Regions from separate parts of the Mus musculus genome. Here regions 2, 3, 4, 5, 6 and 7 are each linked to region 1. A link is a contact called in public ChIA-PET, Hi-C, HiChIP or PLAC-seq and promoter capture Hi-C data. All regions are on one chromosome and are shown on one strand. The core of a region is the stretch at or near the end of the contact, and the rest is flanking DNA. Distances in the headings are between cores, read along the strand shown. Region 1 holds the start of C1galt1 (core 1 synthase, glycoprotein-N-acetylgalactosamine 3-beta-galactosyltransferase, 1). Region 2 has its middle 13 kb from the start of Ica1. Region 3 overlaps Ica1 (islet cell autoantigen 1). Region 4 overlaps Ica1 (islet cell autoantigen 1). Region 5 holds the start of Sdhaf3 (succinate dehydrogenase complex assembly factor 3). Region 6 overlaps Ica1 (islet cell autoantigen 1). Region 7 overlaps Ica1 (islet cell autoantigen 1).

Region 1 (3,999 bases), core at 630-3,129:
GCCCTTACTACACTTCATACTGCAGGTGCAAGATAATTTGTTTTAAGTTTCTGTTTGGTGTCTCCACCTTCAAATGGGACTCCCTGATTCATAAAGAACAGCTTCCTGTTTCACACCTAACAGGAAAAAAAAAAAAAAAAACAGTTGCAGCTGAGTGACTTACACCGCCCCACCCCCAACACCAGGTGGGGAGTGACATTTCAATTATATGCAAAAAATTAAGTACACTTTATCATTTGTTTCTTATTGGATTGAAAGATAAAAGGCCAACTTCACATTTTATGCAGCAAGTCTTGTTTTCTTTAAGCGAATAAAACCAAAGTATAATGACCAACGTATATATGAATCTCACCACTTGGCATGTTAATTTAAATTTTTAATTTTTAAAAAGACCTTAGTCCCACCAGATTTGGTAATTAAAAACATGTATCTTTCTTTTATTTCAAGCTAGTTGTTAAAATCTCAAAGTCCTTTTAAAATATCTGTACCGAAAAGCCAACTTTTGAATGTAATAGGTAAACAGGAGCATTAAGGTAACAATTTCAATTCACATTTGATTCATAAATAAATTGCAACAAAATTCCAACCACTACTTTCACCAAAGATTTGACTTTATATTATCATGAGTTTATAGTTAAGCTGAATAACACAATTTTCATTTCAGCAAAATCAACACACAAGCAATATACAGCACATACTTTTGAATACAATTAGCCAAACATTAACTCATTATATGTACTTTTAAACTGCTTGATATTAAAGTTATCCACAACTGTAGGCTGATTTTTTTTTTAAGAGCACAATGTAGGGAGAGGGAGTTTAAGTGGGAAATGACCACAAAGCATTTGTAAACTGCTGAGTCCTGAGTAAAAAGATAGAGGAAAACATAAATTTCAAGAAAATCTGAAACACTAAAGTTAGTTGTCCACTAATGCTGACTTTTCAGTGAGTCATACTTGCCTTCCTAAGTCAGTTTTACTGAACATATGGTGAAAAGAGTTAACTGTTTGGTAACTTCAAACCTTATATTCATTTAAACTGGACAAAAATATATACTACAGCTGGCAGAAATGCTATACAATGCTTAGAGCACACAATATCGTGTGCACAAGGCTCGTCTGACATTTATCTGATAAGGAACTGGAAAATTGTACCGTTTATAAATACCTTCTAAAAACTCAAGTTTCCACTTCCAAATCCAAACTTCCACCAGAATCAAACAACTTGTAGTGTGCACAGCATTTTTTTCTTGGCACCAGGCTGAGCTATCTGTGGTCTATCCTCAACTTCCTGCAAATTACCAAACTTCTGTCCCTTCCGCGTTGCCTACTCAGTCTGAAGCACTGAAGTTCTAACTTTGTAACTTTTTAACTCAGAATACATCTTTTGACAGTATGTACTAAAAGGAAATACCGTGAATACAAAGATCTAGATTGGAAAAAAAAAATTTTTTTTCCAGGAAGTAAGGGATCTTAGAATATTCTAAGTCCCACGCCACTAGTAAGAAGTGTGGACAGAGCTCAAAAGCATTAATCCCCGATCCTCACTCTTAAATTAGTTAATTTAGAAGAGTATCTATCTAAAGTCAAAGCACTTTGTTTAACTAGCCAACATCTAGGAAAGCCATCACACTTTGTTACCAAAGGAAAAAGAAAAAACAAAAAACATTTTTTTTTTAAATCCTGCGCGTAGCAAGCCCCCAACACACCTGGCTGGTTCACTCAGTCAACGAAGGGCAGGGAAAGTTCCAACCATAACCGACCAGCTCCAGACAAAGCTGACGGTCCAACGGCGGCGGGCACTCGGGACTGTTGCGGCCGGAAGGTGCCCGCACCTGAGTGCACACAGCTGGCGGGCGCCGGGCGCGCGGAGGCCCGGGGCGGGGCGGCGGGCAGGACCGCTCGGCGCTGGCCCGCCCCGGGCGCCTCGGGCCGGACACGCCGGGCCGCGGAGAGCGCGAGGGTGGCCGCTCGCCCGCCGCCCGAGACACCTGTTTGGCCGCGCCGGCGCGGACGGGGACGCGGACCCGGGCGGCGTTCCCGAACCCTCAGTCGCCCTGCCGCCGGCAGCCGAGCCCCTGGACCCGCAGCCCTCGGGCGCCTCCGCCCGCCGTCCCTGACATCAGCCCCGGCTCCCTCTCGCCCCTCCCGGAGGCGGGGAGGAGGACGACCCCCCACCCGCGACCTTCGCTGCCCTGGCCCGCCGCAGCACGGGCAGGGGCCGCTAGCCTGGGCCGCCCGCGGCCGCCCAGATCATCTCCCGGCGGCGGCGGCGGCGGCGGCGGCCGAGGCGGGCCCGGCGCGCGCTCCTGCCGCTCGCTCCCGCCGCTCGCTCCGCCCCTCCCGACCGCGCGGCCTGGACCACGGCCCGCCTACTGCGCAGCCGCCACCCAGGGGTCTCGGAGATGCTGACGTCCCGGCTGCAGCAGCTGCAGCAGCAGCAGCAGCCCCGGGGAAGGGCGGGGCCTGGGCAGAGTGGGCGGGGACACCGCGACCTGCGGATGCGGGGATTGGCCGCCGGGTGTTTGCCCCGCCCTCCTGCGGAGTGGGCTGGGAAGTCCCGGCTTCCCCGAGCTCAGGGTTTTTTTAGCCCCCTTCTGGTGAGGTTGAGTGTTCTAATTCTCTCAGGAAAGCAGAAAGCGAAATTAGCAGGGAGTACAAGTAAAGAACTGCCTTTTAAACTGTTGTCTGTGGAACAAACCTCAACGTCACGCTGACCTCTAACCCAATCTTAGCCCCCCCCCCCTTTTTTTTTGCCTCTTTTCCTTTCACAGCATTCCTCTATCCTTAATAACAAGAGATTTGGCATAATGAAGAGTGCTCTGTAACCAGATGTGTGCCTCAGAAGAACAGAGAACTCATATAGTGACAACGGACAGAAAGCCTCTTGGAGGAATGTGTGTAATGGCATTTTACTTCTGTTCTGCTATGGCAAATACTTAAGAGTTTTACAAACTCAGCGGGGAGTGGTGGTGCACGCCTAGCACTCGGGAGTTGGAGGCCAGCCTGGTCTAATAAGTGAGTTCCGGGACAGCCAGGGCTATACAGAGAAACCCTGTCTTGAAAAACCAAAAAAAAAAAAAAAAAAAAAAGAGAGAGAGAGAGAGTTTTACAAACTCGTCTGCTCTGCTTTGGCAAAGGTCCTGTGTACCAAGAAGCTATCTTTGTGGCAGCAACGGAAGTGGGTTGCCACCTGGTGAGGCAGCAGGGAGTGGAAGTAAGATCTAGAGACCTTAACCATCATCTGCAAGGCCAGGCCCCCGGATGGAAACACTGTGCCCTGCTTGATAAATGTTCAAACTATGCAGTTCTGAGCACACCACAGCATAGCTATTAAAAGTGAGGGTTTTGGAATAAGACATTTAAGCTTTATCTGAATCCACTTTCTGCCTCTACTATTATAGATGCTAAGTTGTAAAGAACAGGTATATTCTGGTTATGATTGTAGACAAGGAGCTGTGTGTGGTGATTTTTGTTTATTAAGTCGTGAACCAGCCAGATATCACGGCAGGAAACAGAAAGCATATTGGAGACCTAGCCGAACTCGATTTTATATCAGTCACTGAATAGCCCATTCATTCATTAATCCATTAGTCACAAGAAAGAATTGAGCCGTTCATCGTCGTTCATTCGGTAAGTAAGGGGAGAGTCCTAACAAAATCAACACTTTTACTTAGCCTCACCCTCTAACACATGATAATCGAGATCAGAGTCTGGGGAAGAAAAGCCACATTCCAACCATAGTAGGCTGGGATCTAGGTGATGAACCAATTCATTGTGTGTAGTTTTAGGAAGCTACTGAACGGCACCAATAAATCCCCCCCCCTCAAAAAAAATTCTTCCAAAGGAAGTTTAAAACTTGAAACAAAGCTAGGGATTTGAATTCAAAGGTCTCCTTTTCAGATGAGAAAATTGAGGAAAGAATGAGAAACTGATAGGACAGGCCAGAAAAGAAGAACAGGTGAGTGCCCTTTCTCTGGTCCATGGCCCTCCAACTTCT
Region 2 (3,999 bases), core at 1,024-3,523, 950 kb before region 1:
GAGAAAGTTTCCAGGGCATGATGAGAGAAGGGCCCAGCAATCTTCCTGAGTAGAATGTAGATCTCGGAGTGTGGGATTTCCAAAAGGCAAGAGGCTAGTGAAGACAGGGTAGCACGCAGAGAGAGCTGAAGGGTCTGCAGAGCTTCCTTCTAAGCCGGGTAATGATCAGCTCATTTATATGAAGAATCACTACTATAACGACTGAGCTGCATTCGTATTTAAAAAGTAGAATGGCTTAAACTAAATCAAACGTGTGTGTTAGCAGTCCATTGCTGGGATAAAAAACAAACCAACAAAAAGATAAAAAATGTATAAGGATGAAAAATCTCTTTTGTTTCATGGTTTCAGTCTGTGCTCATGTAGCTCTGTTGCTTTGGGTTTTATGGAGAAGCAGAGTATATAAGATAAAGATTGTGGTGGAGCAAATTTGCTCACCTTATGGGGACTGAGAAGCAAAGACAGAAGCAGTACTAGTCCTCTTAAGGACACACCCCTCTGATCCAACTTCCTTACACTAGGCCCCACCCACAAAACATTGTGTCACTTCCGGATACATGGCCCTGGAGGAAGATATAAGAGCCCAATGGTAACAAGTTCCTTTCCACAAAGCAGTGCAGCGAGAGGACCAGAGGTCCGTGATAGAACCAGATTCCTTCTTGCCCAGCAAATTGTTCTCACTTGCATGGCCAAAGTTGATCCAGCCAGCGGGGTTGGGAAAATGATTACGGAGTTAGTTACAGGCAATGGTAATGGTTTGGTTTGGTTTGGTTTGGTTTGGTTTGGTTTGGTTTGGTTTGGTTTGGTTTGGTTTCACTAGAAAGTGTGATCCTTTGAGAGGTTATTAGCTTTCTGTCTACCATACACCGTGAACCCTGAACTCAGTCTGCCCATCTTGGTAGAGCTCCTAGTGAGAAGCAGAGCTATACCCTACAGGGAATAACAGACAAAAGTGTCCACCCGCAGTGTGCTCCTATTTTGATGACACCTCCAGCATTTTCCGTGCAGAAATTCTAAGGAACAGTAACTAGGGTGGAAAGGCAGAGAGCCCCATTATTTGGGCAGAAAACTAAGTGGGTGCAGTAATGAAATAATTACCTTTCTCTCCATGCAAATAAGCCACTTCTCTCCACCGTATTTTCATTTTGAAATGAAAGGGAGTTCATTTTAATTAAGGAAAGTTAATGCTAATTAAACATGTGTTCTCTTTTCATATGCACAAGCAAATTTGCTTAAAGATCTCAGCAGCTCTGCAGAAAGCATAACAAAAGCATTGTTCTGCTACATGCACAATTCAAATTACCACAGAAAATAAACTCAAATTGGCTAAGATGCTTAGTTCTCATTCTTGAACGTACAGTTTCTTTAAAACTATAGTAGATTTGGGAAGGAGGCCAAATGATTTTTCTAATAAACTTTGACCCTTATTTAAGTTTGTAATGCCAGTAAGAATCAGAAAAAAAAAAGGTTTTAATGATATTTTTAATTTTCTAAGCTTCATTCTTACAGTTTGCTTAATTTTAATCCACCAACTGTTTTTAGTTATTAGTACTTTGGGCCTTGGATATATGAAACTACAACTGTCTACCTGGTGGGTCATTTATAGTTTAATTTTCACTAGAAAATAAATTCTTCAAAAATGGTTGAGGGTAATGGGAATTAAAATATTAAACATATGTAGTGATTCCTTAATACAGATTGCATTATATATAAATTAGTAATATAGACATTATGCATGTTGATATTTTTGAGAGAAGAGTCAGTAAAAAAGTCCATCTATGTTGAAGTTGAGACATGAATGTGAGAAAGACTTGTGATGGGGATGTGGGGAAAATAAGAGAGGTGAAGGGACAGTAATCAGAAGGTGGTATATACATTGGAAGTTGACTAAAAAAAAAAAATGACTATAAGGAAAAAGATCATGAAGCCTTCCTTCCGAAAAACTGATTTTCTGTATAGATTAGTTGCATGAGAGACAGGAAGGTGTGTGTGTGTGTGTGTGTGTGTGTGTGTGTGTGTGTGTGTGTGTGTGCGTGTGTGTCCATGCCTTTAGAGGCCAGAGCTCCAACTCAGGTGTCACTGATCAGGCCATGTCCACCTTCTTTCTTGACATAGGACATCTCACTGTTCTAGAACTCACTAATTAGGCTAGGTCCAAGAGTCCCAGGAATCCATTCTCCCAGCACAGGAGTTAACAAACGCACACCTCCCCCTCGTTTTCACTTGGGCACTGGGGATCACATTGGATCCTTGTGGATAACTACTTTACCAACTGAACTATGTCCTCAGCCAGTGTATAAACTCTTTTTATAAGCAAACCACTCCCTCAGAATGGCTCATATGTGAGTGCTCTCTTTAAGAATTAAAGAAGAAATCTTGGAGCTTGATGCTGGAATTCTTGGTTTGTTTTCCTTTATGAGGATCAGGGTGGGAACTTGGCTACTTGTTTTTATCTCCAGAGAGAAAAGCTTCTTGTTGCTATTTAGCCTGGTACCATAAATGTGTCATTCCGAGTAGATACATATTTGAAAGGATTTATCTTAGCTACTGTTCTGTTGCTTGAAGACACTGCAGGACCAGTGCAACTCCTTTTTAAGAATTGTTTTATTTATTCACATTCCAGTCACTGCTCCCCTTCAGTTTCCCCTCCACAGTTCCTCTCCCATTCCTCCTCACGCACGCACGCACGCATGCACGCACGCGCGAAGAAAGCCTACCCCTTCCCTGGGACCTCAAGTCTCTTGAGAATTAAGCGCATCTTCTCTCACTGAGGCCAGACCAGGCAGACCTCTACTATATATGTGCCAGGGACCTTAGATCAGCCCATGCATGCACCTGGTTTGTGGCTCAGTCTCTGGGAGCTCCCTGGGGTCTGGGTTAGTTGAGACTGCTGGTCTTCCTGTGGGGCCACCCTCCCTTTCAGCTTCTTCTTCAATCATCCCTGTAATTCAACCATAGCAGTTCCAATAGTAGGGTGTAAGTATCTGCTTTTGTCTGTCAGCTGTTGACAGGGGCTCTCAGAAGGCAGCCATTCCAGGTTCCCTTCTGCAGCATCATAATGTAGTAGTGTCAGGCCTTAATGTCTTGGTTTTCAGCCATTCAAGTTTCTTCTGTTGTGAATTTTCTGTTTAGCTCTGTCCTTCATATTTTAATTGGGTTATTTAGTTTTTGGAGGTTAACTTCTGGAGCTCCTTATATATTTTGGATATTAGCCCTCTGTTGGATGTAGGGTTATGAAGATCTTTTCCCAGTCTCTAGGTTGCTGATTTGCACTATTGACAGTGTCTTTACAGAGGCGTTTCACTTTCATGAGGTCCCATGTATCAGTTGTTGATCTTAGAGCCTGAGCTATTGGTATTCTCCTCAGGAAATTTCCCCCTGTGCTAATGAGTTTGAGGTTCTTTCCCACTTTCTCTTCTATTAGATCCAGTGTATCTGGTTTTGTGTGGAGGTACTTGATCCATTTGGACTTGAGCTTTGTGCAAGGTGATAAATACAGATGTATTTTAATTTTCCCACATACAAACCACCAGTTAGACCAGCACCATTTGTTGAAAATGCTTTTTTCCACTGTATGTTTTTGGCTTGTCAAAGATCAAGTGTCCATAGGTGTATGGATTGACTTCTAGGTCTTTGATTCTATTCCATTGATCACCTTGTCTGCCTCTGTACCAATACCATGCTATTTTTATTACTATTGCTTTGTACTACAGCTTGGGGTCAGGAATCAGAGACAGAATCCAAATGAACAAACTAAAAAATGAAAAGGGAGACATAACAACAGAAACTGATGAAATTAAAAAAAAAAATCAGACCCTACTATAAAAGCCTATACTCTACAAAACTGGAAAATCTAGATGGAACGGATGATTTTCTAAACAGATACTGGTACCAAAGTTAAATCAAGATCAAGTAAACTAAACAGTCCCATTACCCCTAAGGAAATAGAAATAGTAACCAAAAATCTCCCAACTCAAAAACGTCTGGAGCCAGATGGTTTTA
Region 3 (3,999 bases), core at 430-2,929, 910 kb before region 1:
TCAATAAGATGCAGCAGAAATATTGGGAGACCAAGCAGGCCTTTATCAAAGCCACGGGGAAGAAGGAAGATGAACATGTGGTTGCTTCTGATGCAGACCTGGATGCCAAGCTGGAGGTAAGTTCTCCATAGCTCTTAGCTTGACCCAGCCACGGCACCTTCGTGAGGAACATCTAGGATCAGGTCAGCTCAGTACTAGCATATTTTTTAATCTACAAACTCTCCCTTGCATGTCTCTCTTCATGGGTTGTGTTTTCAAGCACTAAGTTGGAATGCATGAAATATCGTAAATTTAAGTAAGCGTTTGTTGAAATACCAAGCACAATCAAAGATTTACTCATTACATTTCAGAAACCACAGTTGAACACTCAAGCCAGGCAAATGTTTAGTTAACAGCAAACAAAATGACCTGTAAGGTAGATTCTAGAAATACTGGTACTAAGCCATGGAAAATTCTAGAATGAATTAACTAAGCAGATATTTAGTTAATCTGTGTAGCAAGTGTTTTAATATCAGGTTGATTACTGGGTTAGTATGATGAATAAAAGGCCTGCTGCATTATTGTCTTGCTGAGCATTTTTGCTTTTAGTTCTCATTACAACTTGAAAGCAAACATCAGTTCTGTGAGTGACAGGGCACTGGGAATAATAGTGTGGTCAATGGACGATAGTCTATAGGGTCTCTAAGTTTACTATGGCAGCTAAAGTTAATGAGCTGAACATTAATGAGGCTGCGATTAAAAGCTCAAAATTTCCAAGCCTTCTCAAGAGTCTTGAAACCTTAGCAAAGGGCTCAAAGCACATACAGGGTAGCTGTCAGTTATACAGGATGGCCTTTTGTGTCTATGAATCTGAGGGCAGAGGCAGATCCAGAGAAAGCTGCAAAGCTTTGTTAGGAGAGATGGGCTGGCCTTGAGACCGTAGATGCCCTGCCCTGCACAATGGGATCTGAGCTACTGTTGCCTTTGTAACAAGAATCCTTAAGTGTTCCAGCTACTATGGGGGTTAAATTAGATATGATTCCAGTAATGCATAGAATTGACTGAGTGTTTGTCATGTCTTGACAGCCTAGTACCAGAATGTTCCTGATAGACCTGACCTCTGCCTCCTTCCCCTGGGTTCTCCTCTCCTCCCCTCTCCTCTCCCCTCCCCTCCCCTCCCCTGCCCTCCCCTCCCTTTTCTCTTCCCTCTTCTTTTCCCTTTTCTCTTTTCTCCCATTCTTACACTACTCACACCACATTACAGACACTAAGGTCTTTTCTCAGATCTCTCGGTATAACCAGCTAGTTCAGGCTTGTCAAAGCCATTTCCTTGCTCTGCCTGGACACTTTGCCCTGTATCTTTCCTTGACTGACTTGATCTCATAGTTCTCACATCCTAAAGGTGAAAGTCCCTGGCTGTCTACCCACAGACTGGCTGCTCACTGCCACATGGCCTGGCTTCCTTTCGTATAGCGTACTTATTTCTGCAACAGAAACCCCTCTGGTGGGTAATGCACTATGAGATGGGGCTAAATCCTCTCATGCGCAGTCCTTGGAAAAAGTCTCAGGTGTGAGTTTGTTTGCCTGCCTCCTTGCCACAAAGAGGTCAAATTCCAAGTTAGCTCTTACTCACCACTGTGCTCCCAGCCTGTCCCAGGCGCAGTTTCAAACTGAATGACTGTGTAAATACTCACTCTATGTATGTTAGTACAGACAGTCTCAGTTCTCGACCATTTCTCTCTGCCACTGGAAATTGTGAAACAGAAGCCATGGGGTTGCTGCTTCTGAAGAGGTTCACCTTAGAACAGGGTAGAAAGAGGAAATGTCTTTTCTGATATTTGTATTGTAAATACAGTTTAAGCCATTCGAAGCTGAAGCTGTTTGTTTGTTTTTTGTAAACAATCTAGTAAATACAAACATTTATCCAAAAAGTAATTAAAGCTTGGCATAATGGTAGTCCTGTAATCCCAGGAGGTTGAAGCAGGAGGATTACCCATTTGGGCTTCACAGCAAGAACCTGTCTTAAAGACATAGTCATTTAATATTTAATTTAATTTACTACTCTCTTAAACATCTGGAGGTCCTTGCGGCAGCACTTTTATTGATGCAAGTATGCTTTCATCTAAGTATCCGCTGTCATAGGCTATGCATCCAGCAGATCTGGACTTAGTGTTTTGTCTACCCAAGGGATTTCTGTTGCAAAAACATTAATATAGGTACAGATGCGTAGAGAGAGTGGGTTGACCAGTTAGAACATGAGAATTATATGCAAGCTGTCATGGAGTGCTCTTACACTGGATGGCCTGTAGAAGGCTAATTTACTCTGCTGGCCCAGAAACGAAGTGCCCATACAAAGCTTTATTAGGGACTGTGGAAATGTCTGGTGCATAAACACATGGACCTGAGGTTAGATCTCCAGCACTCATGTGAGTAGAAATTCTTGTTGTACAAGCCTGACAACACTAGTGTGATCCCCAGAACCCACTACACTAGGGAGAACTGACTCCTCAAGTTCTCTTCTGACCTCCACCTGCACAGTATGTTACACCATATACACACACACACATACACACACACACACACACACACACACACACACACACACCATACATACATACATACATACATACATACATACATACATACATATACACACACAATAGTATTGACAAATCAAATCAAATTTTAAAATAGGGTGATTTACCACAAAGGAAGTTATACAACATTGACCTCTACCCTCCTTATATATAAATACAAGACATTGAGAAGTTAATATATAAATATTATGTTCAAGTTTAGTTTTTTAATAGCTTCCAGGACTCAGTGGACTATTTCAAAGATGGAAATGTTTGCTTTGAATATAAGTGCCTGAACTCACAGAATGAAACATCCCAAAGCTGCATTTTATTGCACCTCACCAATACCTTGATTTTTAAGAGGTCAGTAGTAAGAATGGGCCACATCATTACTCTTGGGTTCAAAAGTTAGAATTAGAACATCTCTGTTCTTACCCAGATGGCGTGTGGCCCAGAACACTGCTTTCAGGTGTTGGCAAAGAAACAAGCTGGTGTTTTCTGGTTTTTAAATTTCTTTTAATGGGGAAACACTTTTTTTTAACCTATACAAGTTGAGGGTGTAATTTAATAAATAAGTAAATTTGTTTCTTCATCAATTTGGTCATATGTATTATGAAAGGTTCACCTGTTTTCACTCAAATACTGAAGCACTTTATGATACCAAGGCATATTTTTATGTTAGAACAGCCAAAAAACTACAGGAAGAGGAAAAGCCTTGGCTTGCCTCATGAGCAGAGGCAAGATGTTTGTCAGTTTTTGTAATTGATACGTGACTGGGTCTCTGAGTTCATGGATAGGGATTTGAGAAAGTATGAAGTTTATCAAATTAGTCAACTTTCTGTGACTCCAGTAGCCATTGTAGAGTTAGAAGGAGAAACAGGTTTATTTTTGGTTCAGGGTCACTCAGCCCCCTTGCTATTAGGGTATGATGAGGTAGCTTATTGTGACAGAAGTGCCTGACAGAAGAAACTTGTTGACTGTAGAGCAGCCTAGAAGCAGAGAGAAGGCTGGGCTCCTAATACCTCTTCAAGGCCATGTCCTCTGTGGGCACTCTCCCACTAAGCTCTGCTCCTTATAGGTCCTGCCACTTCATATAGGCAGACAACTAGTCTTTAGCATGGGGCTTTGGGGAGACATTTACTCTCCAAACCAAAACATCTCTTCTATTTTTCAAGAGTGCTCTCAGTTTCTGAGGGAAAGAAGAGGATTACACTATCAGTCGGGCTTCCAAAAAGGAACAGAGCTGACAGAATGAGTGTATATTTGAAAAGGGGAATTTATTAGAGTGCCTTGCAAGTATTTATCTAGCTATGGTCTGGCTAGTTCAACAATGACTGTCTCTCAAAGGAAGTATCAACAGTCCAGTAGCTGTTCAGCCCACAAGGCTGTCTGTCTAGGCTGATCTTCAGTCTGTATTAGAACCATGAAGAAATAAATAGGTTTG
Region 4 (3,999 bases), core at 1,024-3,523, 890 kb before region 1:
GAAGAGTGATCTTCAAGCGTAATTTTTGGTTATTCTTGACTCGAGGAGAACAGGAGACTGCATTGGTTCTCTCCAGAGCCTAACCCCAGAGTCAGTCCTGTGCCCAGCCCCAAGTTGGCACTTACATGGCAAGTCTTCCAGGCAGAGTCTAAGGGGCCAGAGGACCTCTCCTTAGATCACTTACCATCCCCATTGCATGTAGGTGACCTCCTGGTGCCTTGGAAATCAGCATATGTGATTGCTCAGGTAAAAACAAAAAGCAGGACTGTGTGGTTTGCTGCTGTCTCTGGAATGCTCTAAAATGCAAGTTTTCGGTTCTGCTACAGTGTATTTGCAAATTAACTCTACGTTAGCTTTAGAGTCCTGTGCAGGTGAGATCCCATCTTAAATAGAGTCTCTGTTTATCTCCCAGGAGTGTGTTACCTAAGTCACTGGCCTCAAAGACTCAAGGTGTGTCTGTAAGGCATTGTCTCCTCAGCTTTACCTCCTCCTCCCCAGTGCAGCTGATAAAGCCAGGACTTCACGTATTCTAGAGGAGACAAAGTTCTAATTTTTACTTTCATGGTTATGACCCCCTATTTGGAATTTTCAGAATGTGTCCATTCATTCATTTGCATAGTCAACAAATGATATTGAAGCCCAGTTACATGCCAGCTACCACAGAGGAGTGTAGCTCCTGTCTCGTGTGATCATTTGGGCATGAGACAAGTAAACAGGAGGCAGTGTGTTGAATGGTCATCTGAGTTGAAATAGTACTACAAATAAAAAATCTAGACAGGGCATCCCAGATGAGGCAGCACCCCTCCCCCCAACAATAACAAAGAATGAACAATAGTATGGTAGTTCTTGTTTGTCAACTTGACGTCTAGAATCACCTAGGAGCTGGTCTCTGGGCTGAGCCTGACAAGATAGTGTTATCTTAATTACATTCATTGATGTGGGGAGACCCATCTTAATTGTAGACTGAACCATTTCATGGCTTGGGTCCTGGAGTGAATGAAGAAAAGAGGGAGAGTTGAGAGAGCAGACGATTTTCTTCTGCCTGTGAGAGCAATATGACCAGCTACTTCAAGCTCCTGCCGCCTTGATTTGCTTTTATGATAGGCTGTGCCTTGAACAATAAGCTAAAAGAAACCCATCCGCCATACAGTTGCTTTTGTCAACAGAAAAGAAACCAAGACAAATAGAAAGGACCTGGACAGAGGGGTGGGAAACAGCAGTGGTTAGCTGAGGAGTCAATGTGGGCAAAGGCCCGAGGTAGAAGCAATAGAACTCCTAGAAGCAGCATCAAGTGATGTAAATGTAGAGACATAGGTGCCTAAGCAACATGGCCTGAGAGACAAGCAAGACTAGAGAAAGAGATATAGATACACAGACACACATGCACATGCGCGAATGCGTGTACGCGCGCACACGCAAACATATTCTAGGCCTTCTAGGATCTGTGAGTGATATATGGTGGGATTCTTAGACCTGTCTGACTCCATTTGAAAGTACAAAATACACACACACACACACACACACACACACACACACACACACACACACAAATCTGTAAGGAGGGAGTGGAAAAAGTGTTGAGAAAGGGATGGGTGTTACAAAATTTGTGTTCACAACTCAGTCAGATGTCATGTTAGAACAGGGAGCAGAAGAGTAGAAACCAAATAAAATATGGCACACCTGGGTCCTGGCAGGATGAAGACCAGAGAGAAACACAGTCTGACCTCTGGTAGACTCAGTAAAGCGTCACTTTGATTACAAAGCCAGAATAAACATAAATGAAAGTCAAATTGGAAGGGAATTTTCACCTCCAACATTGGGTTAATTTCCCCCCCTAGCATTTCTCAAATGTCTTGAAACCTTTTATACAGCACAGTCACGAGTGCGCAAGACAGAGCTGGTGAGTGAAAGTTTCACATAAAACAAAGCAAATGATCTGGCACTCTCTGAAGCCCAGGGGCTAGAGATGGCTCCGCACATCAACATTAGGAGTTGTGACTAAGTGTTCCTGTCAGAGAACTGAGGACACAGAGACCAAAGCTTGCTCCTAGCCCTCTGCAAGAGCCCTGCTAGTCATCTGCTCCTTGTCAAAATGACTCGGAGAAAAGAGATATATGGAGAGTCAGGGCCACATGGAGCAGCTCTCCAGGCTACCTCGTAGGAACCCAAGGGTGGATTTATGTAGGTGGGGCTGCTTGTCCCTGTACTGTAGGAGGCTCCTCCTCACATCATGGTTCACCCTAGTACCACGCGGTATTTTATGAGTGAGGTTAGTGTGTGATATATGTGCCCTTTGAAGGTAGAGTAAGAGGGTAGGATTTAAAAATAGAACCCAGCTTCTCATAGCAGATTACATCAGCTGAAGCTGAGAGCCCAGCAGAGCCTCTGAAGTCTGTGCCCTTGAGAGCCTCTGTGGTCAATTAAGTGTCTTGTTTTTCTTGAACGTCAGAAATGGGATGGGAGGTAATTATTCTAAATGGAATAAAAGCTAGCCTAGGTGTAAGAAAATAGTTCTGAAGCCTCTAAAGAGATAGCATGGAAATGTATATGTGGGCATTTGTAGGACTCAGCCTTTATAGTCAAGGGTGCAGGAACCACTGCCTTAACCTGAGCCATTTACTAAATAGTTTAATTAAATCCTGCAGCATTAGCTCAGTGTTTCATTACAGTAATTCAAAGGGATCTCTGAAAGGCATTCTGGGAACTGTGAGTGATACAGGGTGGGATTCTTAGGCCTGTCTGTCTCCGTTAGAAATACCATTAGGTTGTAGAGCCCTGTTAATCCACTGGTCATGTCATCAAAGGACACGGTACACTAAGGCTTATTAACAAGCATGGGCAGTCTACTAGGTAGGACCTTCCTTAGAGACACCAGTCTGTAGTGACCCTGTGTCCCAGTGGTGACAGTCTGAGTCAAAGAGTTTGTTCTACAACTGATAAACAGCAGTATTGGTAATAGATGTTTCATTTTTTTTTCCCCTGTGAACAAAGACTTGGGTTAATTAATTTGACAGTTTTATTAATTACTGCTGAAATCGTTGGTTCTTGTCAGAGGTCAGGCTCTTTCAGCAATTGAGGGCAGGTCCCCGGGGAGTCGAGCCTCTAAGTATTACAGGCTTGCTCCACTCCCCTTTCTCCTGGCCCTGTGATAGAGGCCTTCAGGGTATGCCTTGCATCTCCACTCTGTGGATAAAACCAGTTTGTACTTCCATTCAAAGCCTGAGTAGGTCTGAGCCCCACCAGCAGCCAGGGTTGACTGAATAGGTAATCTTTTGTTTGGTCTGTACAGTGGGCAGATGTTAAGTAAGCAGAACTTTAACCTTCCTGGGCTTTTCTTTGTTCCTGTTTAAAAAAAAAAAGGGGGGGGGGCGCGCGCCTGACTCCATTGTCTCTTCTGCCTCTGCTCATTGTACAATTCTACATATGGGTTGAGCCCTTTTATGAAGTGAGGTGAAAATTCTTTTTATAAAGTTAATGCTCTTTTAAAATGTATCTGTTTCATAGTTTGTAGTGTTTGTTGGTTCGTTTTGGTATGTGCCCGTGTTTGTTTGCTTTAGATGTCTGACTGGAGCAGTTGTTATTTGTGGGTCCCCCCAAGCACAGTGAATCTTGCTGCCAAAATGCCACAGGAAAAGCCTAAATTTTCACATGGTACAACTTGGAAGGGAACTCATAATTACGGGCTGGCTTTCGACTCTGGCTCTCCTAGGATGAGGCCTTTGGGCCTTGGTGTCTCTGTATTGGTTTTTCTCCCTCCCTGCTTGAGGGCTACACTAAGACTAGACTAACACCCTCAGAAGAGATACCGCTGGCAGAGCTGGCGGCTGCGGCCCCTGACTGCAAACAGGAAGGAGTATGGAGCCTGTGTCCTAGAGTCAAGCTCCCCACACTGCCTACACCATCTGGGGACACTTAAGCCTAAGTCTCATTTTTGCATCTACTAAATGCAATCAGGCTTCCTCTGTGTCATTATTTTTCTCTAGCTCATTAAGCTCTGAA
Region 5 (3,999 bases), core at 844-3,343, 890 kb after region 1:
GAAGTAAGTCCTGTAATGAAAAGTTCCCGAGCAATGGTAACTTTCTACATTTTGATAAATGTTCTGGTTATATATTAACAAAGGGGGAAGCAGAGTATTGAATGTATGTGAACTCTAAATTGTCTTTGCAACTCTACTGTAAGTCTAAAGCTATTTTAAAATATTTTTTAAAAAAGTGATATTGCTGTCACTAAGCCTCCTGTGATCATCAACACATTTCCCAGTTTTCTCGTATCCTTTCCTTCAGCTTTTTATAAACTTATTCTAAGTTCTATCCTTTCCTACATTTTCCTTAAACTTTCTAGTCCTTAGACTTTAGGACTTTCAAACTAGAAGTCTTTCTTCTCAGCACAGATAAAGTCTTCCTGTCTGGCTTCAAACTTACTTAATAGACATGACTTTACAAACACTTATTATAGCTTTGATATGATTAACAATATAAATAGTACTTTTTAAATATACTAGCATTATCCATTGCAGATCTCTGAGTTGCAGGCCAGCCTGGTCCACAGATTGAGTTCCAGGACAGCCAAGAACACAGGAAAACACTGACTCAAACAAACTGAATAAAATAAAGTAATAAATACACTAACATTGAGATGCCTGTTGTAAATACCGTTATTTTACAGACCGAAAGACTAGAAAAATTAACTGATGTAATGTTTAGTAAATGCTGAGGTCTGAATTTAAATCTAGTTTTCTGATTTCAATACCAACTACATATTTAAAGAAAGTGTTTTGCATTTAAAAATATTAAACCTCCCCAGCTCCTGGCAACCAAATTATATCTAATAAACCAAGACTTTTAAGAAAGTTATACATTTCATTATTATAAAGTTCTCTCTTCAATAATTCTACAATCAAGAATTATAGAATTCAATGAAAATGCTTTTCCCTAGCCTAATCTTTATGTTGTTTTAAAGGTAAATATCACTTCAGCCACTATCAGCATGAAAAATCTTTTTTACTTTACCAGAGCAGTTTCTTTAAAATACCTAGATGCACTCTAGAAATGCCCAACTCCTTTCACCTCCTGATATTTTCAAGATGGGAGGAGATCCTGCAAGACTCTTCAGCATCATGCAATACTCTTTCTCCCCCTTCATTCTTAAGAGAAAAAAAAAAAAAAAAAAGGTATTAGGGTCGTGGAGATGGCTCACTGAGAAAGGTGTCTGCTGCCAAGCTGTGCAGCCCGCGGTTTGATCCCCAGGAGCCATGTGGTGGAAGGAGAGACCATTCCCTTGGGTTAGCCTCTGACCTCCAGCACACACACACACACACACACACACCCGTATACACACAAATAAATAAATATGTACCTAAAATAAATAATAAGAAAGAAAAGAGAAAAGTCAAACACTGAATCCAAACGCGTGCCCCCGCCAGCATTACCCCTTTAACAAATTGCAATCCTTAGGTCTTTTCTAGGTTATATAATTTATCTGTCAAGTGGAAAGCTTACTAAGGCCCTACAATTACAAATTAACAAATGATCGAAATGATCTAATTCTGGCAGCTAAGTAATGACATCATGTTAATTACACGGCTGTCACCTAAACAGCCTAAAGGCAACGCAAAGGACAAACGCCGACGAACTTTTGGAGCACTAAACAGTCAGGAGTGCAGTAACGTCTGAGACACGCCACCCTTCTCTCTCCAGCACCTGGCACCCTCAGCACTCTCAGAAAGTTCTTCTGAATGCGGGGGAAACTGCTCAAGCACAGAGCCTGTGCGGGAAGCTGGGGGATTCGCGACGGAGCTTGAAAGAAGTGCTGTTTGACCACTTTAGTCTGTCTATTCCAGACGCCCTGTTTGGCCGTGCACGGACCCTGGGAAGCAGCTAGGAAGGTGGGGTCTGAACTGAAAACCCAAGGTCCGGGACGAGGGGGCGGGGAGGGGGCGTCACTTGCCTCCCATTCCTTCAAGAATCGCTGGGCCTCGCCAGGACCAACAGTCTTATGTCTCCTAAATTCGTCCTTCACGTACTGGTCACCCAGGGCTTTGAGGTCCGGGGGCAGAGCCCGATGTAGCAGCAAGATTCGCCTATATAAAGCCCGGACTCTCGAGACATGCTTCCCCGGCATCGCGCCGCGCCTGCGCAGAAGGTGGGCGTAGCTCCGCCCCCGCTAGGAAGTCGCCTATGGGTGAACCCCAAAGCGGGCGGAAGAGAGCGCGCGACCTTCATCCGGTTTGGTCCGTCATAGAATCTTGTCCTTCCGGAAACCCGGATTTGGGGCGGGCGGACAGAAACGCTCTGCCAAAGGCGCGGCTGTTGAGGAGTAGTTGTAATTTCTTGAGTTTCCTAGAGAGGTGCTGCTGTGTAAGACAAAAAGTCTTGTGTGAGCGACTTGTTACCTTCAGAGTTAACTCATCTTCTCCATTTGCTAGTTTCTTCTTATTAAATATTTGAGAAAGACTTCATCGAACTGAAGTCTTCTCCAGAAAGCCTTGCGTGGTTAATCCAAAGTGTTATGGCTTCTGAAATAGTGTGGCATTCGCCGGTCCCTCGCAACAGCCCTCGTCCTTTGCAGTGCTGTACTTGGAGTTTATGCAGTAGGCATAGCTTCTTCCAGGTAGTTATCACAAGTGAGCCCTGAAGGGCAGACTTTGTTGGTCTAGGTCAAGTGCACTATGAAAGAATCTTGGGAGTTATTTTATGTGTATTTTTTTTCCAAGACCAAGATTCTGAGAATTTTTATTAAACAATGTGAGATGAAAATGTGAGACCCTGACTTAGAGCGTTTCTCCCTGGAAGATAAAGCCCCTGGATGTTTCCCAAGCTTGTTTTCCCTGATCTTTAAAAAATACAGCTAGAAAGAAGCTCTTTGTTCTCTATAGCCAGCAAAAAGCCTTTTTGTTTCTATACTGTACAACCAGAGATGCCTGCCTTCCTGTGCCAAGGACACAGAGATAAAAATTCAGAAAGAACTCACTCCCCACTCCTGCCTTGTAAATTTCACCAAGGACACCCGGAAGAGAAGAACTCTTCCCAAGTCCTCCCAACTCTCCTCCCAACTCCTCCCAAGTCTCCTCCCAACTCCTCCTAACTCCTCAGCTAGCTGTTAAAAGCTCCCTACTGTCACCGGGTCGAACTCCCCTGCCCTGCACCAGCAAAGGGACTTCATCCTCAGCTAGCTGATAATAAAACCTCTTGCAGTTTGCATCAGGTATGGTTTTCTCTCAGGACGTTGGGGTGTTGGCCAGCTCACCTGGGGACTTGCAGAGGCCCAGCATCGGGGGTCTTACAAAAACAAGAAATCTAGATGTTCACAAGTCCAAACTTGTGTAGAGGTGGGGAAAAAAAAAGTAACTATTTCAAAAGCTGATAGCTTCTTGTCCTTATTCTTTCGTTCCAATTAAATTTTAATCCTTCAGCAAATCCTAATAGCTCCACCACCAAAATCATGCAGGAATCAAACATTATTTCCATCACACCCTGTACCATAATTATCTCTTTCTACTGGATAGCTACCGTATCTGTGTTCTTGCCTCTGGCCATGTTGAACTTCAGTTATGATCTACCCAGGCTGTAATTAGATAACATCGTTCCTCTGCTTAACAAATCCTCAGTAGCACTCTGTTATTGAACAACTCAAAGTCTCTCTACCTCTAGAATTTAAATGTTCTATTTATTCACTCCCTAGTAAGTCAGTTCCACTCACACTGGCCTCCATCTTTGAACTCCTTCACTTCCAACCGGAAACCTTGTTTGGAGCACTTCCGGGGGCTGGTAGGAGGCATCACTTGCCAGAACCAGTGTGTCGGCTCACTGTCGTGTGACCTTTCCCAACAGCCTTGTTTGAAACTAACATAACCAAGCCAAACCTCCCATGGTGCTCCTGCTTTTGTTGTTTTTTCTTTTTTGTCTTCATAATACTCAGCAGGCCGTACTTTGCTTAGTTACTGATTCTAGCTTCTGACAAGAATACTTAGGGGAAGGCGTTTTTCAGGAGGAGGGAGTGTTTCCCACCGGTCTGGCTGTGCTCTAGACATGTAATA
Region 6 (3,999 bases), core at 550-3,049, 870 kb before region 1:
GAGTCACTGGCAGGCTCTGGATGCAATGGATGATTCCAGATCCCGTGCCCCTTTCAACTTGCGAATGACTCAAAAGATGGTTGTGCCATCGCTCATACCACCTGGCTATATTGCCAAGCTAGGAGGAATGGGTTATATGTGTCTGTGTGTGTATATGAGAGAGAGAGAGAGAGAGAGAGAGAGAGAGAGAGAGAGAGAGAGAGAGAGAGAGAGAGAGAGAGAGATATGCTAGGGGTTAAGAACATGTATATATGCTCATACAGGCATACATATTTGTGTGCTCAGAACCACTAGCTTAGCCGCATCTAGCATTCTTCTTGCCTGTCTGCCAAGGTCTCCACAGCTGGGTTCTGGAAAGCAGGCTGGTAGCAAAGAGCCATTAAGATTAAGAAAGACAGACACAAGAAATTAATATAAAGATGGGATCATGTGTGCGCTCTGAGCCGCCCAGATACGCAGGGCACCTATTATATATTGTGGGAAGGAGAAAGTACATTACCTAATCTCAGTGTGTGGGGTCCTTGGTAGGGTAGCTGTCTGGTGGAACATGATTACACAGTTATTTGGAATGAGGAAGCTGTGCTTGATACTTTTTGCATGTATTGGTTTTAGCTAAAAGTCAACCATTCAATATCTGTTCCCTGACCAGGAAAAAGCCTTGCCATTGCCATGAATCTGGGGCACTGGTGTCTCTGAGATGGTCATGCTCATGTCAGCAATACACATTCCCTTAGGGATTTCATCCACTCTCCAAGCCTGGCTATAGGATTAAGTCTCAGCTGGGAGCCAGGAACCACACAGCAGTGTACTTCCATGGGACTCTTTAGTCCATCAGCTCTGCTCCCAGGTTTATATTTCTAAGTTCTACTGCATTTTGTCCTCTTATATCTCCATTATTCTAGATGAACCCTGTGTTTTCTCTGAGTTCAACCTTCAGTGCTTTGTAAGGAACTTCATGTAACTCATTCTCCAGATGTGCCAAATTTCTCCTATTGAGTACATATGATATTAGGCAACGGTTGGGTCACTCACATTGATACACTTAGTCATTACTATTGACCAAATCATAGATTAATGCAAAGTGACACATGTCTTCAACTCCCCCTGCCCCTGCCCAGATATGTGACATCTCACCACCTGGCACTATTCTTGTTATCTTATTCTCAACAGACTTCTTTACAAATGATTTTGTGTCCCTTGTAATAATGTCTGAGAGAGAACATTGCTTCAGTTCACTGGTGCTGTCTGAGCATAACATTCATTCACTCAGTGTTTTGAGACCCTGATGTATGCTCAGCCTTGGGACACAGCACTGAACAAAATGGATATGATCTCTGCCCCATGGACTTGTAGGGTTATAGACACATGATAAAAGATTCACAAGAGAACATGTAGAGCTAACGAGTCACCATGGTGTACTATGTGAGAGGGCCCTCTATAAAGCCTTCAAGCAGGCTTCTGTTGGAGGTGTCACTATTGTAAGATATGAGGGACAGCTTGGCCATAGCCAGGAATTGCATTGTGAGGGCTAGTTTCATGTAGTCATAGTAAGTCTATACTTACACCCTAAGATGCACCTTAGTTTCTTGCTTTCTCATCCTTTCTTCATCTCAGAAACCACTAGACTTGCAGACTTTGACCTTCTGAATATTTTCTAGATCAGTGTTGCAGGCCTGATGACTTTCCTGGACCACAAGTCTCTACCTTGACTTCCTACTTTGAGTTGGCCCTCTACATAGCCCTGTGTGATCAAAACAAAACCCAGGTGCCACCACAGCATGTCTCTACAAAGTGCCTGCTGAAGCCACAAGGTCAGGTTCAAGCTGCTGTGGGTTTTGTCTTGTCCACATCTCAAGAGCCATAACTTACACCACTTCCAGCCTCATATTTTGTTTTGCAGAAATATCGAGCTGCTCTAAATAGTGAACCTTATACATGGAGCTTGTCACCAGTCAATATCCTGTGTGTCTTAGCAGACACTCAGTTATCAGGGACTGAATTGAGGATGCAGGTGTGTCTTTAACTTTTGATGTGCAGTTTATGTTTTCATTACTGCACTTGTTTTCTGTCCTGTTTATCTTTTGCAAATATGGGTTCATAGACTCTAAAAAGATTCATGGCAGTGTACAATTTGGGCAGAAACATTGGTGGATCAACTCAGAATAAGTAAGGGAATTAATGTAAGCAGTGCAGCACTTAAGGAAAAATTCTAGAAAGCAGGGCACTATGTCAAGCTGGACTTAAACTGACAGAGAACATTGTCTAAAGTGAGCCCTCCTTGAGTCGGACAAAAACTCTTGGTAGTTTAATGTCTAGCATGAAAACTGCTAAGCAAGAGCTATTGTTCTCTTTAAGGGCATTTCTATAAAATGTTCAGTAACATGTCCTAAGTTAACTGAAGCATTTTTCACAAAAGCAAGGCCAAATGATGTTCTCATATTTGTATGATGAAGAAATCGTATTGGCCTTCATTCAAGAGACTAAAGTGAGTCAGAATCCTTAGTATCTCTTCTGCTAAAACAAACAAACAAAGAGGTAGCACATTGCCACAAGGCGTCATCTTGTTTCTGGTCAGGCAAGGGACCAGGCTTACTCAAGTTTATTTCTCCCCAGCACGTAGTAGAGAGCACGGTTTCACATATTTCTGTTCAACTACCAATATAGTCTAATATTTCACACAATTGAACATAATAAGATATTTCAGTAGACTATAAAAAGAATTTCTTTCAAAGCCTGGTAAAATAATACACAAGGTTAGAGTGTTTGTTTCAGCCTTCCAAGTGGACACAGGTTTCTGGCTTTTCAGTGTTAGATGCCAGCCAGCTGGCTAGAACACTAAGAGTGGTCTTCAGTCACATCTTTCTGTGGTTCTTCTTTTATCTGCTTATATGAGTATCTGAAGTCACCTGGCTTGGGGGAGGGAAGGGGGAGAGGGGGGGGAAGGAGAGGAGGAAAATAGAATATGATTGTACACTCTGTCTGCTCTTATGATAAGGAAGCTGGCCCCACAGTAACAGTCATCTATGCACAGGGCTAAGTCCATATTATTCAGGAAAGCTCTTAAAGGTTCCATTTCTTTTTTTTTTAAGATTGATTGATTGATTGATTGATTGATTGATTTAATGTATATGAGTACACTGTAGCTGTCTTCAGACACACCAGAAGAAGGCATTGGATCCCATTACAGATGGTTGTGAGTCACCATGTGGTTGCTGGGAATTGAACTCAGGACCTCTGGAAGAGCAGTTAGTGCGTTCAACCTCTGAGCCACCTCTCCAGTGCCCTAAAGGTTCTGTTTCTTGATACCTTTACATTTGTGATTACGTTTCCATGATGAGCTTTGTTAAATGCATTTGAACTATAACACTCCCAGCTCTACACTGCCCAGAACATCAGCCTTGCAGCTTGAGGTAAAAGGAAGGATCCTGAGAAGATAGACCTTCGTCTAGTCTGTCTCTTATTAATGCCACTGTCCCTCCAGTTCCAAGGTACCATTAATTCTTAAAATGTGACAAGTCTGGATTAGCCAGATGGTTCCTGGTTGCCACCTACCTCCATGGCCAGATTATTGCTTGGCTCCTTGTGTCTATAAATAATGTGTTTCCAAGCTCCCATTTTGCTCTTCTTTTACATGTATTTAATTTTTGTGGGTTTCTTTGATAAATAGAGCTGAAGGCCTCCAGCCTTCCCCTTTGATAGGAAAACACCATTGCTTTACTTTCCCATTTTTATTTTGTCTTAGCAAGTAGTATCTTTTATGTTATCTTTTATGAATTTGAAATATGTCCTTTTCTTTATCATCTTTATCATCTATTTTTTCAAATACTTTGTAGATTTATATCTTTTTAGTTACTTCTTATATATAAATATATCTGGTATATATTAAATTACTGAGAATATTTTTTCAAGCAGTTTTACTTTTGTAGAAAAATTGGGGGATAGGTAAGAGAATTAATTCTCCTCTGCCTATCCTCCCTAAGGCATTCCCTTCACGTGGGC
Region 7 (3,999 bases), core at 1,120-3,619, 800 kb before region 1:
TGTATAGCCTTGGCTGTCTTGGAACTCACTCTGTAGACCCGGCTGGCCTCAAACTCAGAAATCCACCTGCCTCTGCCTCCCAAGTGCTGGGATTAAAGGCATGCGCCACCACTGCCCAGCATGAGTAGGTAGTATTTTTACATTAATACATAAGATAATAGAATATTGTGTTTTAAACACTCACCCTTGTTTCTAGATGTTAACCCACACCATGTTTTGACAACAAAGTATCCACATATACACACCCCCAAAAGGAGTCTTATCTCTCTTTATAAGGGGTAAGAAAACAATTTTTTGGCTTTATAGAAAGATTTTTTAAAACTTTTTGATAGAATTCTACAACCTTAGCCTTAAGCCTGTATCTCTTTACAAAATTAAATCAGAAATGCTACTGCTTGCAATAACCTGCTTGCATTCTAAGCTTTCTTATATGCCAGGGTCCCTTGGAAGAAGATTGACATCTTATTGGAAGCAAGTCTCATGCCCCATTGCTTTTTAGTACTAAAGAGGAAGCTGCGCTTGGCACTTCCCTAATATATATATACAGGTTGTCAGGCAGAAAGATGGCGTCACAGATCATCCTGATAAAGTGCACTCGCACATAAGCCACCCTATTCCTTCATCACTGACGTCCCACAGAGCCCTTCGGTGGGCCTGAGCGATGCTGTCCACTGTCTGCCTCTTCTGTGGGTTCATCCGAGCAGGTGGTATCAGCTCTGAAACCACAGCCACAACTATAAAGCTATTCTCAACACATGGAGAATGACTGAAGAAAGGAATGACCATTGATCTGTTCACTGTGAAATGCACACCCTTTCAAAACTGCCTCATGGGCTAAGGTCTGAAGTAAAATGCTGATCACAATTTGCAAAACACTAGAAAGAAGAAATAAAAGGCACTTAATCCAAGAACGGCCGATTTAATAGGACTTACGAGCTGTAACTGTAGCTCTGCATTCTTCTACTCAATGATAAGTGATGGATAACCAATATTTGGCCACACCGTTTAAAAATATTTTAATAACAAGTTAGTGGCATTTGGAGATTCTTGAAAGTGTCTCTGAAGTCACTGTATGACCACCTGTGACATGCAGCCTTCATTCACTAATTATAACATATATCAATCATTTTGCTCTTCAAGCTGGACACCCCCAACCCCTGCCAAAATAGCATAACACAGACAAAAAATGTGGTATAAAACAAGTGAAATTTTTATAAGTTAAATTTAACCTACATCTTATCAACAAACCTTTATGAAAAACCACAAGATCTTGGCTAATTAAGAAGCAAAACAAAACTATTTATTATCCATATTTCACAAGCATGTTTGTCTTCTTCTGCTACTGCTCGCCTTTCTATGTTGTGGCCAAGTGTACTGATGTCGGTTCAGCCAGCAGCCAGCAGAGCTCTAGGAGAGAACCTTTAGCCCAAAGCAATCATGTGCTATCATATGGCACCTAGTTTCTCCTGAGTCATTTAATGGTCACCTGCAGTCACCCTTAGAGTCAAATGAGAGATCTGTTTGCTTTGCCTCAGGACATACAGTGACCAAGTATTAAATTCCTTATCTGCTCATGTAAACTCTTCCTTCAGTGTGCTGGGATATACTGGTGACCTGGGTTACCCTATGAAATGACACCCTTTTCTTTACACATGTTAAACCAGAGCTCTACCACTGAGTCATCCGTCCCCTCCCCAGCCCAACAGTAACACTGAAGTGTGTCAGCAAACACCTGTAATCCCACCTTGGGGGGTAGAGGATTAGAGCCAGCACAACAAGTTTGAGCCAGCTCAGACCACATGAAACTTTGCTTAAAGAGACCAAGTAAATAATAAAACGAATGTTCTTAATCATGTAGTAGAATGCTCTGTATGAGATTGTTCCTATAGATTCTTAAAGATCTGTTCTAGCCCCAAGATTCATGGTTTATATCAAGAGAGATTGGAGTAGGGTTTTAGCAATCAGGTGTTTTTGTGTGTGCCTACTTGGGTCTCACATTCTTAGATCATTCTTTTGTTTTGTTTTGTTTTTTTTCCAGAGAGCACATACAGATCCTTATGCCACCCCCATGCCCACTCGGGCCCCTGCCAGTCAGAATTCTTATTTATTATTATTTTTAAGCCTGAGGGGGGTTTCTCAAAGCAGCCTTCTCGAATTCCAAACAAGAACACTTTGGTAACAGACCTGACAAGTGTCTCTCTGCTTGACATTTTTTTGTCAGGTGGTTTCCTAGCATCTCCCCCGCTGTCTTTGGGGTGCTAAGAGGATAGTGCTGGTGTTTGGGGTTTCATCTGCCCTGCAGGCCTGTGGCCTTTAAGATTAGTCATTATGTGGGGTGTGGGGAGTGGGGAGAAACCCAGAGAAGTGAGCCTTCCTGTTTCACACAAACGAAGGTAAATCATGTGACATTTATCTGCTCGCTGCCCTGTGCTCTCATTTTCTGTCTAAGTAGCAGTTTCCATCTTCTGTGCTTCTAATTTATGCTGAGGTCATGAAACTCAATATGATTTCAAGAGTACTATCTGAATGGGCTGTCACCCGTTTTCCACGCTCTGCCTGAGCTTGAGTTTCCTCTACACTGGAGCTTTTACAAGCTAGAACTCACCGGTTCAGGACCAGTTCTTCTAGGGAATGTTTTCCTAGGGCCCAGGCCTCTTGGTTCTGGGTGTTGAGCAAGGCAGGCCTATGGAGTGTTTCTGCCGTCTTGGACACTCTGCCTGTCTCTGCATGGTACTTCGAGGAGCCCTCTGGCCTTAGAAAGCCTCACCCTATGACAAAGCGTCTTCTGGAGTTTGTGTGTAAGGTCACAGTCCGTACTCTAGCAGCATACATAAAAATACCTCTCCTGGTTCTGAAGGAAAGGCCAGGTTACACATCAAGGAAGCGTGGACTTAGGAGTGAAAGCTCCCAAGCCAGACTCTCTGTAACTAAGAAGTCACATGACCTTGGACAGGTAATCTAACTTGGGTCTATTTTTCCTCCTCTGTAAAATAAGTTCCAGGAAATAGTTTGTAAGATCTTCTTGATTTAAAAATATGTGTGGTTTTGTTTTTGTTCTTTTCCATTGAAGAAAAAAAAAGTCCCCAGACAGGACAGCAGCATCAAACATGGCACCTTGGCTAAGCTCTGGGCTTCTCGGGAGGCAGTGTTGCTAGGTGGCCTCCCCCACTTCAGCTCTGGCTCAGCGTGAGGAGCTCCTGTGTGCCGCCATTGGCCACACCATTTACCCTGTAAAGCTGCTACTGTATACAGTGATGCTTAGCTGTCTGAAGAAGCATTTGTGAGGTTTGGAATAAGCAGTGATCTCACAGTTGGCCTCAGCAGAGGTGCAGGGTAGGAGGTCACCTCCTGGAGCTTCGGCTGCCTCACCAGTGTGCAGCACCACAAAGGATAAGATAAGAATTTGTGGTCAGGAGATGGAGAACTTGGATTGAAGGCAGGTATTTGGAGACTCTAAGCCAAAGAAAGTTGTGACTCCCCCACTCAGTAGCAGCCTTTATTTGTCTGCGTGGGTGGAGGCTCCAACAAGGCTTCTCCCAAAGGAGGACATTATCTCATCTCTTCAGGTTTTCTTTGTCTCACTTTGTCTCAAAGCCGATAACAAGAGCTCACTCACCCTCCAGAGCCCACTGACAGGCGCTACTTCACAAGTCGTGACTTGTCTGGTTACAGACCTGAACCTGGCCATTTCGACTTGTAATTAAGTTGCTCTCACAAGTTATGCATAGTAATTTCAGGCATCTTAATTATTGGTGTAATAATTGGGAGGTTTCTATGTTTTATGGTTCAAGTCAGTACCAGTTTCCTTGCTTTCAGCTACCTAAATAAGTTCCCTTTCCAGAGCACAGGTCATCCTGCAGCCTGCCTTAACTATTAAAGAGCCAGGGGTGGTGATTATTTTTTTAATTTGCAACTTTGTAATAATACATTTAAAAGTGAATAAATAAGCAGAATGCTAAATAGTAGGCCACACTTAATGGCACACCTCAGCAGAAGCAA

What was found. Promoter capture Hi-C pulls out the DNA fragments that hold promoters and counts their contacts. Hi-C and Micro-C count contacts between places; a contact is called where the count stands out from the background. ChIA-PET counts read pairs in DNA pulled down with a chosen protein or histone mark. HiChIP or PLAC-seq counts read pairs in DNA pulled down with a chosen protein or histone mark.
Region 2: a contact with region 1 is called in an H3K4me3 HiChIP or PLAC-seq map of the 230-238 cell line, with 11 read pairs. The contact joins the enhancer-like site here to the promoter of C1galt1 in region 1. A contact is called at or near these places in 7 of 39 promoter capture datasets (the 3T3-L1 cell line, cranial neural crest, hippocampal neurons and 3 more) and 6 of 115 datasets of contacts at active chromatin or transcription factors (the 230-238 cell line, extraembryonic endoderm stem cells, large pre-B cells and 2 more).
Region 3: an HNF4G HiChIP or PLAC-seq map of pancreatic cancer cells shows a contact between it and region 1. The contact joins the enhancer-like site here to the promoter of C1galt1 in region 1. A contact is called at or near these places in 6 of 39 promoter capture datasets (the C10 cell line, cranial neural crest, embryonic stem cells and 2 more), 1 of 484 Hi-C or Micro-C datasets (the N1E-115 cell line) and 9 of 115 datasets of contacts at active chromatin or transcription factors (bone marrow-derived macrophages, cardiomyocytes, embryonic stem cells and 6 more).
Region 4: a Hi-C map of CD8 T cells shows a contact between it and region 1, with 5 times the contacts expected there. The contact joins the enhancer-like site here to the promoter of C1galt1 in region 1. A contact is called at or near these places in 10 of 39 promoter capture datasets (the 3T3-L1 cell line, the C10 cell line, cranial neural crest and 5 more), 2 of 15 datasets of contacts at CTCF or cohesin (the NIH/3T3 cell line and pro-B cells), 18 of 484 Hi-C or Micro-C datasets (B cells, CD4 T cells, CD8 T cells and 12 more) and 13 of 115 datasets of contacts at active chromatin or transcription factors (the SCID.adh cell line, T-cell acute lymphoblastic leukemia, bone marrow-derived macrophages and 10 more).
Region 5: a contact with region 1 is called in a promoter capture Hi-C map of pre-B cells, with 5 times the contacts expected there. The contact joins the promoter of Sdhaf3 here to the promoter of C1galt1 in region 1. A contact is called at or near these places in 5 of 39 promoter capture datasets (embryonic stem cells, hippocampal neurons, liver and 2 more), 4 of 115 datasets of contacts at active chromatin or transcription factors (astrocytes, large pre-B cells, memory CD8 T cells and 1 more) and 3 of 9 other capture datasets (adipose tissue, embryonic stem cells and liver).
Region 6: an H3K27ac HiChIP or PLAC-seq map of double positive thymocytes shows a contact between it and region 1, with 4 times the contacts expected there. The contact joins the enhancer-like site here to the promoter of C1galt1 in region 1. A contact is called at or near these places in 4 of 39 promoter capture datasets (the 3T3-L1 cell line, cranial neural crest, frontonasal cranial neural crest and 1 more) and 3 of 115 datasets of contacts at active chromatin or transcription factors (double positive thymocytes, extraembryonic endoderm stem cells and large pre-B cells).
Region 7: a contact with region 1 is called in an RNA polymerase II ChIA-PET map of memory CD8 T cells, with 8 read pairs. The contact joins the enhancer-like site here to the promoter of C1galt1 in region 1. A contact is called at or near these places in 1 of 39 promoter capture datasets (cranial neural crest), 1 of 484 Hi-C or Micro-C datasets (B cells), 4 of 115 datasets of contacts at active chromatin or transcription factors (double positive thymocytes, effector CD8 T cells, extraembryonic endoderm stem cells and 1 more) and 2 of 9 other capture datasets (adipose tissue and liver).

The regions. Positions count from the first base shown.
Region 1 is chr6:7,843,104-7,847,102 of GRCm38.p6, reverse strand. C1galt1 (core 1 synthase, glycoprotein-N-acetylgalactosamine 3-beta-galactosyltransferase, 1) reads right to left here and starts at 1,879. Exons shown (of 4, transcript NM_052993.3): 1 at 1,709-1,879.
Region 2 is chr6:8,789,120-8,793,118 of GRCm38.p6, reverse strand. No RefSeq gene overlaps it. Among named protein-coding and RNA genes, the nearest start is that of Ica1, 13 kb to the right of the region's middle. Within about 2 kb of position 2,273, at least 8 of the 459 cell types and tissues checked have an H3K27ac peak or open chromatin away from gene starts, as enhancers often do. A contact at or near this core is called in the 230-238 cell line and pro-B cells, where this site is marked.
Region 3 is chr6:8,750,706-8,754,704 of GRCm38.p6, reverse strand. It overlaps Ica1 (islet cell autoantigen 1), which reads left to right. Exons shown (of 14, transcript NM_010492.3): 3 at 1-116. Among named protein-coding and RNA genes, the nearest start is that of Ica1, 26 kb to the left of the region's middle. Within about 2 kb of position 1,679, at least 46 of the 459 cell types and tissues checked have an H3K27ac peak or open chromatin away from gene starts, as enhancers often do. A contact at or near this core is called in pancreatic cancer cells, where this site is marked.
Region 4 is chr6:8,730,950-8,734,948 of GRCm38.p6, reverse strand. The region is part of intron 6 of Ica1 (islet cell autoantigen 1); the gene reads left to right. Among named protein-coding and RNA genes, the nearest start is that of Ica1, 46 kb to the left of the region's middle. Within about 2 kb of position 2,273, at least 60 of the 459 cell types and tissues checked have an H3K27ac peak or open chromatin away from gene starts, as enhancers often do. A contact at or near this core is called in CD8 T cells, the N1E-115 cell line, the SCID.adh cell line and 5 more, where this site is marked.
Region 5 is chr6:6,954,112-6,958,110 of GRCm38.p6, reverse strand. It overlaps Sdhaf3 (succinate dehydrogenase complex assembly factor 3), which reads right to left and starts at 2,093. Exons shown (of 2, transcript NM_001077713.1): 1 at 1,911-2,093. The coding sequence starts at 2,084.
Region 6 is chr6:8,709,926-8,713,924 of GRCm38.p6, reverse strand. The region is part of intron 6 of Ica1 (islet cell autoantigen 1); the gene reads left to right. Among named protein-coding and RNA genes, the nearest start is that of Ica1, 67 kb to the left of the region's middle. Within about 2 kb of position 1,799, at least 7 of the 459 cell types and tissues checked have an H3K27ac peak or open chromatin away from gene starts, as enhancers often do. A contact at or near this core is called in double positive thymocytes, where this site is marked.
Region 7 is chr6:8,647,156-8,651,154 of GRCm38.p6, reverse strand. The region is part of intron 12 of Ica1 (islet cell autoantigen 1); the gene reads left to right. Among named protein-coding and RNA genes, the nearest start is that of Gm35621, 26 kb to the right of the region's middle. Within about 2 kb of position 2,369, at least 68 of the 459 cell types and tissues checked have an H3K27ac peak or open chromatin away from gene starts, as enhancers often do. A contact at or near this core is called in effector CD8 T cells, extraembryonic endoderm stem cells and memory CD8 T cells, where this site is marked.